2 separate regions of the Mus musculus genome follow, and region 1 is linked to region 2. A link is a contact called in public Hi-C data. All regions are on one chromosome and are shown on one strand. The core of a region is the stretch at or near the end of the contact, and the rest is flanking DNA. Distances in the headings are between cores, read along the strand shown.

Region 1 (2,884 bases), core at 339-2,838, 380 kb after region 2:
GTCACAACTGCTTCTGATAATATTTGTCTCCTGCTTGATGTCACAAAAACTCTTGTCTTTACTAGCCAGGTCAATATCATATTTTTCTTCTGTATGCTACAGCAATATTTACTGATATTCATTGTCAGTATATTTAATGAAGAGACATTGTTATTTTATTCATCTATACATGTCAGTTTTAAAATTTAATGTTTATAATTTTAAGTTATTCTTAATTAATTAATTAATTAATTAATCCTGTGTTTTGTGAATCTATACAGTACATGACAAGACAAAATTTTGAGGTCAGAGGATGCCTTGCAGTAGTTGATTTTTCCTACCAAAAGGATCTAAGTTTATTACATATTTTACGAATATTTTCTACAACAGTCTTTCATCTTTCTTTCTGTTTTGTTTGTTGCCGCAGACCTTCTGGGTCCCTGTGTCTGCGTGGAACGGGGTCTCTCGACGCGGGTGGGCAAAGCGTGGATGAATGACAGACAGACACACACGCAGGAGAGTTTGTGTGGAATCTGAATGTAATTTTTCAAATCGAACATCAGACTTTTTATGCAGAAGACAACAAGGTAGTTGGGTGACATACCCACAAGGTACAAATAAGGTAACCGGATGCTTAATGACTCTTACACAGAACAGAGGAAATGAAAACGCAAAGATTGGCAGGAACTGGGCAATAAAATAACTGAGACAGAGTCAGCCCTATCTAAGGTCAGCTATAGTCTTAGAAGCCAGGTGTGAGAACTTTTCACTCCTAGGGCAAAGGCTTTCACACCCAAGTCATGGTTCTAACTAGGGAGTTCCGTTCTAGCTAACCATCTCATGAATAATGTAATACTCTAAAACCACAGCCGGATCTACTTCCTAAACCATTGTAAATTCCTGTATATAGGTGTAACTCAGCTATAATTCTAAATATCTCTTCTGGTTTCTCCTACGGTCAGAAACTTCTTTCTTCCTTAGTGATGGTAAATTCCTGTGAAGGGCAGTGACCTAACTTTTACTCAAAGAGATAGCGTAATACCAGGGGCAGTACTGAATTCCAAGCCCAAGGTCTTGCTAAGGACAAACTAGGACCGTTGGAACACTGGCGGACGGCTTTAGCTATGTCAGAATTCAATCTTAAGAGGCACTTATGATAGGAAAATATTGAAAGAGAGCACGTGGATCCATACACTAGACTAACGCGGGAATGGAATGCAGGAATGAAAAATTACTGTATGGGTAGGGAATGCTAGACTCCAGGAGGAGAGCTTCCTTGAAACTCTTTTGCCTCATGAGTGACTTTTAAGCCTTTCGGCTTGTCCAGTTGACTCGACCAGAGAGCGTAGCAGTTTGTGAAAACTAATTTCATATCATTAATCAACAATGGTAATTAAGGTACTAAAGTAAGCAATGCACACACAACACCCTTCAAATTTGATATTGCAGGCAGTTCTTTCTTCATATCTATACATAGTAAGGAACCTATACTATCTATGAGAAAATATCAGTAGATGAAAATTGCTGTATTTTCCCTTTCCAAATACATTTGGGCAGTGGGAGGCTTGTGATTGGACAGGAGAAGGAAGGTGGAGCGAGGAGTTGAGGGGACAGAGAGAGATGTCTCAGGAGGAGAGAAAGAGAACCAGAATAGAAGTTGATGTGGTGTTATCAGTAGGTTAGAATAATTGGGATAAAGCTTTATCATTATCATTTGGCTCTGAAATTATTGCATTGGCATCTTGTAAATTGTGTTATTATTGATATAAATCTGAATGGCTAATTAAGGATTAAAAGTCTTGATTCTATTGGGTAATTAGGTGTTGAGATGGCTAACCAAGGGTGTGTGGGCTTTCAGTGAAAGTGAGAGGAACTGGTTGGGGGGGAGCATCTGAGAGATGGCCCGGTGGGAGTCATGTGGTCTCGCAGGGCTGGCAAGTTGGCGGGCCAAGAGACTTAACAGGTGAGATCACCTGGATCAGGGGCTATCTCTAGAGAGTTCTTGGAGACTGCAGGAGCCAGGAGTGTGGCCTGGCCCCGCTGAGAGTTGGCAGGTTCAGTTTTTAATATTTCCTGCAACAGATGGACCTCTAATAATAACCTTGTTGGTTTAAGAAGACTGGCTTACATATTGCTGGCTGTGGATGCTACATGGATTAGGCATGGATAAATTTAAATTATAATGCATACACTTGACTTCAGTGTCTAGGAACTTTCCTATGAACATTTAGTATGAAAGTGGGTATAAAAATGTTCTTCCATTATGTAAAATATTTCAGCACTGAATTTATGTTTTTTTTTCTGTTTATTATTAATTTTTCTTCTATTCTGGTTTATAATTGATTAATGATTAATTGATTGGTTGGTTGGTTGGTTGGTTGGTTAAGTCAAAGCCTCAATCTGTGGCCCAAGCAATTCATGATGAGTCCTGCATCTCAGTTTACATAGATTTAGGGTTACAGAAGAAAACAACAGTACCTGGATTGAGAGATTCTAGTCTATTTAATTTTCAATTAATTAAAATAAAGTTTATTTTTATAAAAATATGGCAATAATTAAATTGTGCAAGGATAAATGTATGTATTTCAAGTATGTAGTGACTTTTGATTCCTTCTATGATTTCTCCTTGTTTATGTGAAAGATCTGGTTTAAGCAGAGGTCCCAAATTGTGACTTGAGTTTACAGTGAAAATCATAACCATAAGCTGGACAATAATTCAAGAAATCTGAAATCTGGAAAACAGTTCAGACAGGTAGAAATTCACAGTGTCCCTTACTCTGAATATCCCACTCATGGTCTTTTTTCATTCACTTTAAAATACTATAAGATACTGTCATAACTTTCATTGCATAGGTGAGTTAAGCAGACTGCATGGCAGAAAACTAACTCACTTGAGTTTGTATAG
Region 2 (2,794 bases), core at 86-2,585:
GTTTATTTCTGAGGACCATCAAATTTGTGTCTTCACAAATGCTAAGGCAGTGTTGTACCAGAGGTGCATGCCAATTTAAAGTTATTGATTTGATATCTGATCTATTTTATCTTAAATCAAAAACTTGCATGCCACACCAAGCCAGCTTTTCTCTAAAGTACTAAAATCCTGTCACAGCTTTAAGTGTGATTTGCAGGCACGGTAAGTGTATGGCACTCATTTCTGGAAATGAAACTATATGTTCCAGTGTGTGTGTGTATCTTTGTATGTGTCTGGAAACCCTTCCAGAAGCACCCATCAGGTCACCTCTTTCATCTCATTAATCGGGGCTTTGTCACTCTGCAATGGCTAAAACAATCATTAATGAGAAGAATCAACTGCCAAGATAGACTTTAGTAATGAGAATTTGTCTCTGCTGTGGAGGTGGAGTCACTCATGGCTGATTACCTCTAAACTTTTGCATTTCACAAGTAGAAAGCAGGTAGTTAATTAGTCAACTAGCACTGTGTGCATATATGCTCTTCAAACTCTGCAACTAGGTTCATAAAATTAATGACATTTGTAGGAAGAAAAAAAACACTACCTAGACAAATGAATTATCCTGAAAATCTATTATGTGGATGCAGGTTACAGTTGCTTCAGTCACACATGGGCCATTTGGGTGTTGATAAACAATGGCGGAGATGTAGAGATTTTGGCCTTTGTCAGAGCACCAACATATGGCAACACCACAAGCCAAGGAGGACAGAAAATCGCTATTTATAGATTCCACTGAAAGTCAGGTAATAAGCCAGAAATCAGCTGGTCTCTGGAGCTGAGAGCCTCTACTTTTTGACAGATGGCACTGAAGAGGGATGGACCAACTTATTAGTCCTATGAGGCTTAGCTATATTTAGTGTCAGTAGATGCAATAGTATATTTTGAAGGTAACATGGATGAGGAAAAAGAAGACCATTTTTTCATCAAACAATGATCTAATGTAATTTGTGTTATTTGTGTAATAACATTACATTGCTAAATATGCATGTATATACATATGTATATATGTGGATTTCTATATTTATAAATATGTATGTCTAGAGAATGTATATTTGTATAAATATATATGATAATTTATCCAAGTCATATAGCATTTCAGGATTCTCAGGTTCTTCAGTATGTTATTAATACATTCTACTGCAGTCTTTTAAGTTTTATTAAGAACATGATATTGAGTCTCAGAGAAGGCTCAGTAGAAATTTTTTTTAAATATGCTGGCTAGTTTTATGTGAACTTGACACAAGCTAGATTCATTGGGAAACAGTGAAACTCACATATATTCCCACACCAGAGTATCCTATCTGCGAGTAAGCCTCTGGGGCATATCTTGATTGATGTTTTATGTGGGAGAGACAAGCTCACTGTGGGCATTGGCAAACCGAGGTCTATTGTTTTAAGTCAGATAAGAAAGCAAACTGAGTATTCCAGAGCAGGAAGCCAGTAGAATACATTCTTCCATGGTTTCTGTTCCAGTTCCTGCCTCTTGGCTGCTGCTTAAGCTTCAGCCCTGACTTTGCTTTCATGATGGACTTAAATGAACTGCTTCCTCACTAATTTGCTTTCTGGTCATGGTATTTTATCCCACCAAATCTCTACAACCCACAATAAAAGCAACAGTGCAAAACAAACCCTGTGATCTGTGTGTGGAGGGCAGAGGAAGGAACAGTGTTGGGCCTTCCATACAGTCAGTCTATGTAAATTACCAAGCTCCAGAATGAGGAAGACTCTACCTTAAAAATATAAGGTGAAGAGTGACTGGCAAACTCACTGGAAAATCAACCATTGTGTTGACTCATCTGTGCTCATGAGCACATGAATACATGAGCACAAACAGATACACACACACTCTCTATCACATTATAAAAATAATAACCATATGTTCTGCTGTGTCTAGGGTAGAGTTTGACTGGCTGTCATGGATTATGTGCCTGAAATTTTTCCAAGCATTTGTCACAATAACTAGAAAAGGACAACATAGTTATTTGTCTAAGCAATTTTGGGTATAAATATTTCCATTTCTTGTGGTGTCCTCTTCCCCTTTGGATCCCACAATCCTTCCTCTCCCTTTTTTGTGGGACTCTGAAGCTCTTTGTAATGTTTCGTAGTGTGTCTCTACATCTGCTCCTTTCAGTTGCTTCATGAAGCATCTGTGATGAGCGTTGTGCTAGGGACCATTCTGAAGTAGAAATTTCTGGTTGTGTCATGCGATGCAGACTCATGCGATGTTTTGCTAAAGCATACTCATGTGATGTTATGTTAAATCAAGACCTGTGAAATGACACATGATGCTTGGATTATAAAAGAAGGACCCAGCTGACAGTGACGAGAGGCTTGCATAGCTAACCATGCAAAGCTTCTATAATCTTGTGTCTTTAGGCTGATCTTCACTTCATTGAGTGATTCACAGCAGAGAACGTCTCCTGGCTTTCCAGCTGGTTCCATTCACTCCTAAAGACTCATGCCAAATTCACTGAGGCTGGATTATTCACTCGTTGCTGATTCACGTTTTATGACACTCTTTAAACAGAACTGTTGATATCCTGACACTACTGAACTGAACTACTGCTACTCTGACAATGAAGGTAGAAACTGCCCCCCACTCCCTCCCCCCCCAAAAAAAAACCCCACATAACAGAGCCTCATCCCTTTGTCCTATTTACCATTTTTAACTTCTACTTTTGGATGGTGGGATAGAAAGGGGGATCGGAGTGTTTGAGAACCCTTATTAAAGTAGGTTGTGAAAAATCTAAGCCCA

What was found. Hi-C and Micro-C count contacts between places; a contact is called where the count stands out from the background.
Region 1: a contact with region 2 is called in a Hi-C map of cerebellar granule neurons, with 3 times the contacts expected there. The contact joins two enhancer-like sites. A contact is called at or near these places in 3 of 484 Hi-C or Micro-C datasets (cerebellar granule neurons and cerebellum).

What each region holds. Positions count from the first base shown.
Region 1 is chr1:48,914,638-48,917,521 of GRCm38.p6, forward strand. No RefSeq gene overlaps it. Among named protein-coding and RNA genes, the nearest start is that of C230029F24Rik, 330 kb to the right of the region's middle. Within about 2 kb of position 1,589, at least 1 of the 459 cell types and tissues checked has an H3K27ac peak or open chromatin away from gene starts, as enhancers often do. A contact at or near this core is called in cerebellar granule neurons, where this site is marked.
Region 2 is chr1:48,532,781-48,535,574 of GRCm38.p6, forward strand. No RefSeq gene overlaps it. Among named protein-coding and RNA genes, the nearest start is that of C230029F24Rik, 710 kb to the right of the region's middle. Within about 2 kb of position 1,336, at least 2 of the 459 cell types and tissues checked have an H3K27ac peak or open chromatin away from gene starts, as enhancers often do. A contact at or near this core is called in cerebellar granule neurons, where this site is marked.